2 separate regions of the Macaca fascicularis genome follow, and region 1 is linked to region 2. The links are chromatin contacts, called in public Hi-C maps. All regions are on one chromosome and are shown on one strand. The core of a region is the stretch at or near the end of the contact, and the rest is flanking DNA. Distances in the headings are between cores, read along the strand shown.

Region 1 (4,820 bases), core at 555-3,054, 220 kb before region 2:
CTGGAGGACAATTATTCCAAGATGGGTGACACTTAGCTTCAAATGACTCCATTTTTGACATGTATTTTTTTCCCCTTACATATATTTTTTAAAAGGCAAAAAGGGAAGTGATTATAGCTCCCATTTCATCTAAGTCCAAACAACAGCCCAGCACGCAGAGCCCTCCACACTGTCCTGTATCTTCATCTGCCTTTCTTGTAGCCAAACGCGAGGATGGTGTGCTGGTGTGCTCTCTGAATGCCTGCCCTGCGGACAGTGGGCCTCTCCAGGCTTGGGCAACCTGTCTTCATTCTCATGCTCCCGGGCAGGCACAGGCCTGGCATGTGTGTAGCACCTGACTGCTCCTCAACCATCTCAGGTCACGTGGTCCCAGGACGGCATTTCCAATGTCCTGGCCAAAGCTCCCTGCTCACTCTCTAGTCCTCTAGCCAGGAAGAGTCCTGCTTCTTTCAATGGTTGTACTTAACAAATTCCCAGAAAAGGGAGCAAAAGGTTTTCTCTTTTTCCCTCTCACATGATTGCTTTTCTGTGTTCCTTGTGCCTCATACATATTGCTGATCTCAATTACTGACTTTAAAAGACGGATGTGTATATATATATTTAATTGTGATAAAATGTCTGTAACATAAAATTTACCATCTTAACCATTTTTAAGTATATAGTTCAGTATACCTAAAATATCTAACAGATGTTTTTAAATGGTGGAAATTTCAAATATAAAAGTAGAGAGAATAGACTAGAAGAACGAAGGCACAAATACCTCTCACTAGTCACAACCATCATCAACTCATGGTCAAGGTTCCATCTCTGCCCCCTCCCACTCCTCCACCCTTATGTCAAAGCAAATCCCGAACATCATTTCCTCCATAACTTTTGTGTTTTTTTTTTTTGAGACAGAGTCTTGCTCTGTCACCCAGATTGGAGTGTAGTGGCCTGATCTTGGCTCACTGCAACTTCCACCTCCTGGGGTTCAAGCAATTCTCCTGCCTCAGCCTCCTGAGTAGCTTGGATTACAGTCATGCACCATCCCCCGCCTGGCTAATTTTTGTATCATTAGTAGAGATGGGGTTTCTCCATGTTGGCCAGGCTGGTCTTGAGCTCCTAACCTCAGGTGATCTGCCCACCTCGGCTTCCCAAAGTGCTGGGATTACAGGCATGAGCCACCGCACCCGACCCTCCATAACTATTTCAAGACGTGTTTTTGAAAGATGAAAACAAAGCTACAATACTATTATCCTATCCCCAACATTTAGCAATAATTGTACAAGGCTGTTTAACTTTCAAAGTCCCTTCACACGCCTGAACTCCTTTTAACTTTCGAAGTCCCTTCACATGCCTGAACTCCTTTACCCTCCAAACAATGGTACGAGGTGCCATCAAATCCATTTTGAAAGCCAGGAAACTTCGAGATGCTCAGAGAGGGTGAGTGATTTCTTAAGGCCCTGGATATTTCTATTTAGGCTCACGTTTTCTTTCCACCCTGCCTCTGCCTCTTTGGGAAAATGACTTGCTTGAAGCAGTCGGTTCTGAATGAGCCTGATGCCAACGCAACAGAAGAGAGTCTTCATCGTGCTCGACCTAATTCGGGTAGCCTACTAGTTTGGCTTCCTTAAACATTTTCACTTTCTTATTATAAAAGTATAAAAGTTACTGCAGCAAGTCATCTTAACTATTTCCCATTTTATTTTTAATCTTTTGTGGGCAGAGGCAAGAAAGGAACCAGGAAGTTATGTTGCCTGGGTGGGGTCTCAGCCACAGCTCCTGGGGAGGGCTTTCCCCAGTGATTCACTTGGTGACTCATTCATCATTTTCGCCAGCAGAGCTCGAGTGAGGGATGGGAGTGTTCAGATGAGAGGGAAGGGTGAGTGCAAAGGAATACTCATTGCTGAAGGCTGCCTCCTCCTCCAGCAGTTCCAGTTCTCATTCTGGGATCCCTCTGCCCCCAAGGTCCTGGTAACCTGTAGATGGGCAGGGATTTTCACAGAGCTGGAACCTAGAGTCAGGACTGGATCACGCAAGCCAGATGTAGGGCACCTGGAGTAACACCTCCCTTGTGTAGTGAACGCAAAGACTGTCTTCTTTCTCTGGCTATCTACTACCAACATGAGTCCTTGAAGACGCAGGTCACTGAATGAAGGACTGCAGGGCATGACCTTTCACTGAGAACTACCAAGTCTTGGCCCCTGTACATGAAATATTTTATTTAATTCTCGTAACTCCTACCACACTGCACTGAAATTATCTGCGTATCTATCTGGATTGGTCTATTAGATCAGGGTTCCTCAACCTCAGCACTACTGACATGACAAAGTGAGTAATTCCAGGCATGGGGCTATTCTGGACATTGTAGGATGTTCAGCAGCATCCCAGGCACCTGCCTGTTAGACCCTGGTAGCACCCTCTATCCCCCATCATGACAACCAAAAATATCTCCAGCTATTGGCAAATGTCCCCTGGGGGGAGCAAAGCCCCTGATTGAGAAGCACTGATTTGGAGCATAGATTTATTTCTCTTTGTCTCTCTACTTACTGCCCAGCACAGTGCCTGGCACAGAGTAGGAATCTCCAAATATTCATGAATCTCTAGGAATCACCCTGTGAAAGAGTTGTGTGACCCAACGTGTTACAGATGGGGCGAATGAGGCACAGAGAGGTTCTGAATGTCTAGGGTCACACAGCTGTGAGTGACAGGGCAGGTAAGTCCAAAGCCTGCAGGAGGGGTGGGAGCTAGCAGGTAGCTCAAAAGAGGAGCTTCACTTGGGATCTTTCTGCTTTCTAGTTCTGACCACCAAAGGGATGAGGCTGTTAACACCATTCGGACAGAATATTCCAAATGCCTGCAGCTGTTAATTAATAAGGAGCATGTTCAGAGGCTTGCTTTAGTATGAGGCCTCCGTGCTGTCTTGATCCAAGTGACTGAAGCATTGTGGCCCCAGCAAACACGAGAAGAGCAGAGTTAATTTTTAAAAATTTTTCTAGAAACTTAAACTCGGGACTAAATGATGAATGATAACTATTTGAACCAGGTTTGCCATATGAGGTGGCCAGAGGAAGCTCATGTATCCCAGTGCAGTTGGGCTATGAATGAATTTAGTTATAGAGCTGAAACGCCGTCTTAATTAGGTTTGGATTCTGCTTCCCTTTTCTGAAGAGGAAAGTAGAACAGAGTAAACCATCTGATTCATCTTTGAAAGTGGGAGTAAGGTGGGGGTGGGGGAATGGACTCATGTGGTATGCAATCTGAGAGCTAATTTGCTGAGCAGAAAAGTCTAATTTCTAACTCTATCACGGCTAAGTTTTCCTTCAAAACATGCTAATTATGAAAGACACAAATAGCTTCGTGCCGCTCTATCACGCCTGCACCATCTGATTTCGCTTGGCATATTATTAGGAGGTAGCCTGGCCAAGTACTGCTATGGTCTGAATGTTTGTGCACTCTTACTTGCCAAATTCATGTTGAAATTCTAACCCCCAGGGTGACGGTATCAAGAGATGGGGTCCTTGGGAGGTGATCAGGTCATGAGGGTGAAACCCTCATGAACAGGGTGAGTGCCCTTATAAAGAGGCCACAGGGAGCTGCCTCACCCCTTTCTGCAGATGAGGACACAGTAAGAAGATGGCCATCTATGAATCAGGAAGCTGATCCTCACCAGGCACTGGATCTGCAAGTGTCTTGATCATGGACGTCCCAGCCTGCAGAACCATGATAAATACATTTCTGTTGTTTATATGCTGCCCAGTTTATGGTATTCTGTTATAGGAGCCCAAAAGGACTCACACAGGTGTGATTCCTTCCAAGCAGGCTACAAGGGAAACCACAAATAGTAGTTTGCATGGATGCTTCTGGCTCTAGACATCCAGTTCTGAAAGGTGCAGCACCATCTGCTTGCAGTTAGACGATGCTTAAGGAGTCTTATTTAATGACCCAATTGATAACACTTGACACCAGGTTAATGGCTTTACCACATCATACGTGTACTTCTGATTGTGAATGTGTTCGAGAAGTCCAGTGCATTTGTGTTAGGAGGAAAAGAAGAGAAGCCAAAGAAAAAAGATTCCAGTTCAGTCTCTTAATATCATTCCCTTAGTCAACTTTCCTATGCTGTAAGAATAGTCTCACTTCTCCCTCGGGGATGTAGGCCACGTGACCTACATGAGGGCTGAGGTGAGGGCAAGGCAGCCCAGGCTGAAGAAACCACACGGGAAGCAGAGGGAGGAGGGGATAGAACTTGGCCTCACTGGGGCATCACTAGGAATCCATCTCCCTCCTTAAGGCAAAGCTGGAGCAAACATCTTCCTACCCCTGCATGGTGTGCAGGGCTCTGGGTTCCTGTCCCTTGGCCTGCGGGAGCAGGGGGTGTTTGTGGCAACACAGCACTGGGCATGATGGTCTGCAAAAACATACTTCCTGGTTGCCACCAGTGGGACTGGTCCTCAACATTTCTCCTATTTAAGCTCTAGCTGACTCCCTCATCCTTCTCTCCTAATATTTACATACAAGGTGTGAAGAAGGAAACTCCCAGAAGACTCCCAGAGACACCCTAGGACTGCATATGAGTTCTCATTATGCTCCTCCATAGGCCTGTCCTTTAAGGCTTGAGTTAGGGAGTTTCCTATGCACAGAGAAGCTGCAATATTGAGAGATGGTACCCAAGGGAACTGGGACAGAAGGTCCCTTTGAAAACATAGCCACAAGTCCTCACCACTGCCCGCCATAGAGAGGGCAGCAGTGATGGTGACACTGATGACAACGGCCAACCTTGACAGGGCACTCGGCAGGCACTGGGCCCTGGCTGAGCACAGTCCTTGTAGTGTCTCATT
Region 2 (4,765 bases), core at 515-3,014:
AGAGACCGGGACGTAAACGCTTTTCGTCTCAGAAGGAGCAACAGAAATGTATTTGATTTTCAAAAGCCCTAAAATTGTCACCCCAGGAACAGAGCTGAGTTTGAAGACCTTCTCTCTCACAACCACCTAACTTACTTAACACCGGAGACCAAGCACTGTTTGTATTTCCCCTTAACAGTGAGCCCTGAGCCTTAAGAGATAGTTTATGAATGGTATAGAACCCCCAGTGTCTGGCCCTCATTAACTTTACCCCAAGGCCAGGAATGAGGGATTAATCATAGCATCAGGATACGCGTGGTTCTATCTCTAGATGTGGTTATTCAATGGCCAAAATCTTGTCCAATTCTATCTCCATCAAACTTGCTCAGGAATACTCAAAGTCTATGACATTTGATTCCAGTTGCGGGTCAATAGCCAAGTAATGATTTAACACTATAAACTCTAAAAAAATTTTTCCCGTTTAGACAGGACTGTACTCAGGTGTGGAAGCACGCTCTCTGGAACTCAAGTTGGGACCACCTGAGGAGGGGAGGCAAAAGCGACAAAGTAGGTACCTGACAGTGCTGAGTCATTACAAGCTGTTTCCTCTGAAATGTTATGCACCCATGGGCCCTCTGAGCATTAACATCCCCTTTCTGGAGGCAAATAAAATACATATTCATTGTGCAAAATGGTGCAACCTTCTGTGGGCGACAGACCACGATGGGGAATTTAGCACTAAGAGTGGATAGCAGGAACTACACAAACTCGCAGCTGCTCTCTAGGTACCGTAACTTTATCGCAGACGCTGAAAGAGGGCTATAGGGATGCCGAGTGGGAATAATCCCCCTGCAGCCCCGACTCAGGTCAGGGCCACACTAGGGAGCATTTTACTCTAAGCTGTTATATCCCCCTGTAATTGGCGGATGTAGAAAGCGCCCGGAGAAAATGATGCATAATAGATTTGTTCTCGAGGAGGATGCAATGGAGAGTAGAGGACGCAGGATGCTAACTGGTTTTTCTTCCCATGTGCGGGTCACCTGCAAACCCCGATTGCTTTCCTCTCCAAGGAGAGCCCTGAAGTCACCGTCTCGCTCGGCTCTTAAGCGGGTGAGAGGAATAGTTTTACGCCCACCTGCCCGCCGCCTCTCGTCCTCCAGCACCCCCAGCCCCAGCAGGGCGCGCGCGAGCTGCTACCGGCATCAACGGTCCCGCCCGCTACCCGCTCGCTGGCAGCCCCGGCCGGCAGCTCCCCCGGCGGCCGCCTCTGCACCACTCGCCAACCTCCACGCCGGACCGAGGTCATGCCCGCCTGCCCCCAGCGCCGGGCGGCCCCCTTCTCGTGCCAGGCGGCCGTTCGGGAGCCGGGCTGGGGAAGGGGCCCACGGCGGAGTTGGCTCAGGGACTCACCAGGTAGGCGCCCACCGTGCCCTGCGCCAGCATCAGGGCGCACTCGGACACCAGGAATATCTTGATGTTGGAAAAGCAGGACACCTTCTTTTTCTTTTTCTTGTTCCTCTGCGCCTCGTCCCCCTGCAGCTCGCCGCTCCGGCCGCCGCCCGACGAGCCGCCCGGCTTCTTCCCCTGCATCCTTCCCCCGCCGCCGCCGCCGCCGCCGCCGCTGCCGCTTTCCCGCTCGCCCCGGGTGTCGGGGCCGCTGCCCGGTGGGGGTGCGCGCCTCGAGGCTGCGTGCTGTCCCCGCCCCGGGCTCGCGGCTGCCGCCCCCGTCCTGCCGGGGCTGGAGAGGTGGAAAGCACAGCTCCTCGCCGCCGCCGCCGCCGCCGCCGCGCTCGCCCCTTCCTCCTCCTCCTCCCCCGCCTCCGCCCTCCCCTCGCCTCCTCCTCCGGCTCCGGCTGTGCCAATCACAGGGGCTCCTCGCGCCGCCCGCCGCCGCCGCCGCCGCCGCCGCCGCCTCGCCTCCCGCGACCGCCCGCCGCTGCCATCGTCCGCTTCCCCTCGCCCGCCGGCCGCGCCTGCTCTCAACCCCTCAACCCCAGCCCCAGCCCCAGCCCCAGCCCCAGCCCCAGCCCGGAGGCCTGGGCCTGGGCCGCCGCTGCGCGCCCTCGCCGCGCCGCTCCCCGCTGCCGGTGCGCCCCCGGGGAGGGACGGGAGGCGGGCTTGGGACGCGGAGGGCGGCCCGGCGGCCGAGGCGGGGAGGGTCCGGCTGCCGGGAGAACTGGGGAGACGGGGAGTCCTTGCGGAGTACGGGGGGTGCCCCTGAGGGAGGGAGGCGGCGCCCGGCCCCTAGGTGGCGCTGCGGGTCATGGGGCCCCGCGGCGGAGACTGGCGGCTCTGCGCCGGGCGCGGAGATGGGGTGCGGAGGCGCCCCCGCGGGGCTCGGACCCGGCGCTCGGGAACCCCGGTGCCCAAGCCTCAGAGGGCAGGCTCTTCCCAGGAAGGGAGAATACTGACTACCCAGGAAGGGTTTGGCGCGCGCTCTTCTCCGCCTGGGGATTTCTGGGGACAGATGTTATGCTCTGGGCCTTGGGGAGGTGCCAGAGGTCAGAGCTGCTTGAGGCTTCTGCCGCCTGCCGGTTTCTGCGCCAGCTCTCCCCGACCACAGAGGGTGTTGAAAAGGCCCCAGACCGAAAAGAGAGAAAGGGGAAGTTAGAGGAATACGTCGGGAGCCCCACGGACTGTTGGTGCCCCAGCCTCAGTGTCCAGGCGCTGCAAGATCGCCGCGGCCCCAGCAGAGGGCCTTGTCCGGCCCTCCATCCGCCCAGGGCCCAGTGGCTCGAGCGCGCAGAAAGCGGCCAGCCACAGGCCTGCTGGGTCCCCACCCTCCCCTGGCTCTGTGGCCCTGGCCACCATCCTCGGCCTTGACCTGAATGCCTGACCCATGGCAGCCGCTCCTAATTACTCCCCACTCTCACCGTTACCAAGGAGTGTGGGCCACAGGGCACTACCAATAGGATCTGCTAGTTGTCAACTGCAGCGTTTGGAAGCTGAGAGAAAAGCTCAGAGGACTGGACAGGTACCAGGAAACAGCACCTTCCACCTGGGCCACTGGGGGACTCAAGGAATCATTTAAAATGTTTTCCTTAATAATTGTGTCAAAGAAAATGACCCACTCTCCCAGGCTCCTGTGTCTAAATGCAGGCTCAACTTCAAAACTGAATAGCAATGAACCCTACCATATTTTTCCTTTCTTCCGAAGAACTTGAATGAGAATAGAGGGTGTAATGGTGGAGGTGTTGTTTTGCCATGGCATTTAAATATAAACTGCTTCATCCTTCTGTGGCTCCAGACATGATCTCACCCAGGTTTGGTGTCGCTTTGAGATGCCCCCACCTTGTCTAGGCCACGTCCTATCTGAATTGGCGCCCTCCACAGAAGTCTCTTCCCATTTTCCCCACTTCCTGAATCACTGGCCACACCATTCCCGGCCAGTCCTATAATGAGAATCCTTACTGCCCCCTCCTTTCTTCCCCACACCCTCCCATTACTCGGAGCCAACTTTTCTACAGAATCTTTATGTCCCCTCTTTCCCTCCCCATCACCTTGCATCATGGGGTACCTCCCCACTTCCTCCTGAGAAGACCCTTGACAAGCTAGCTCTGTTCCCTGCCTCTGTGATGATAAGCTGCAAAGCTGAGCTGAGACTTTACTTGTCTATAAATGGTGACCCCATTGCTAATGAAATGTGCAGAGTGCATTATAGTCTTCAACTCTTATTTACGTTCTTTGTACTAAAAAAAGCTAATGTTTACTGTGTGCTTATTATGGCCAGACACCATTCTCAGTGCATCAACCGCATTTACAATGTAAGCCTCACAACAATCCTCTAAACCGGATACTGCTATTAGCCTTGTTTTACAGATGAGACAACTGAGGCCTAGAAAGGTTAACCTGATCAATGTCACTTATCTAGTAAATGGCAAGGCAAATCTTTGAAAACCAGGGTGTCTGCCATCATAGCCCAGGTTCTTTATAACTACATACATATTATCTCATTTATCACCCAGTGTGGTTTGTCTCGTGGGGAGGCTGGGACTTATGTTGTTTCTCTTTTATAAAGCTAGAAAGGGACAGAACTTGCATCCATGTCCAGCCCCTTTTTTTTTTTGAGATGGATTTTGCTCTTGTTGCCCAGGCTGGAGTGCAATGGTGAACTCTCGGCCCATGGCAACTTCCGCCTCTCAGCGATTCTCCTGCCTCAGCCTCCAGAGTAGCTGGTATTACATGCATGTGCCACCACGCTCAGCTATTTTGTATTTTTTTTTTTTTTTTTTTTTTTGAGACGGAGTCTTGCTCTGTCCCCAGGCTGGAGTGCAGTGGCCGGATCTCAGCTCACTGCAAGCTCCTCCTCTCGGGTTCATGCCATTCTCCTGCCTCAGCCTCCCGAGTAGCTGGGACTACAGGCACCCGCCACTTCGCCCGGCTAGTTTTTTGTATTTTTTAGTAGAGACGGGGTTTCACCGTATTAGCCAGGATGGTCTCGATCTCCTGACCTCATGATCCGCCCGTCTCGGCCTCCCAAAGTGCTGGGATTACAGGCTTGAGCCACCGCGCCCGGCCTATTTTGTATTTTTAATAGAGACAGGGTTTCTTAATGTTGGTCAGGCTGGTCTTGAACTCTGACATCAGGTGATCCACCCACCTCAGCCTCCCAAAGTGCTGGGATTACAGACATGAGCCACCACACCCGGCCAGCCTTTTTTGTTCTATACCACAATGCCTCATGTACACACTGAGAAAGGCACCAATTTTTTCAGCTTAACCATTTATTTTAGATTAAAAAATTAGCTGTCTTTAGAGAAATCACACACTTTTGCTGCCAGATAAA

What was found. Hi-C and Micro-C count contacts between places; a contact is called where the count stands out from the background.
Region 1: a Hi-C map of skeletal muscle shows a contact between it and region 2, with 6 times the contacts expected there. The contact joins the enhancer-like site here to the promoter of SLCO3A1 in region 2. A contact is called at or near these places in 2 of 2 Hi-C or Micro-C datasets (liver and skeletal muscle).

What each region holds. Positions count from the first base shown.
Region 1 is chr7:76,817,700-76,822,519 of T2T-MFA8v1.1, reverse strand. All of the region lies in intron 2 of SLCO3A1 (solute carrier organic anion transporter family member 3A1), which reads right to left. Among named protein-coding and RNA genes, the nearest start is that of SLCO3A1, 220 kb to the right of the region's middle. Within about 2 kb of position 1,804, at least 3 of the 6 cell types and tissues checked have an H3K27ac peak or open chromatin away from gene starts, as enhancers often do.
Region 2 is chr7:76,596,963-76,601,727 of T2T-MFA8v1.1, reverse strand. SLCO3A1 (solute carrier organic anion transporter family member 3A1) reads right to left here and starts at 1,764. Exons shown (of 11, transcript XR_012415465.1): 1 at 1,390-1,764.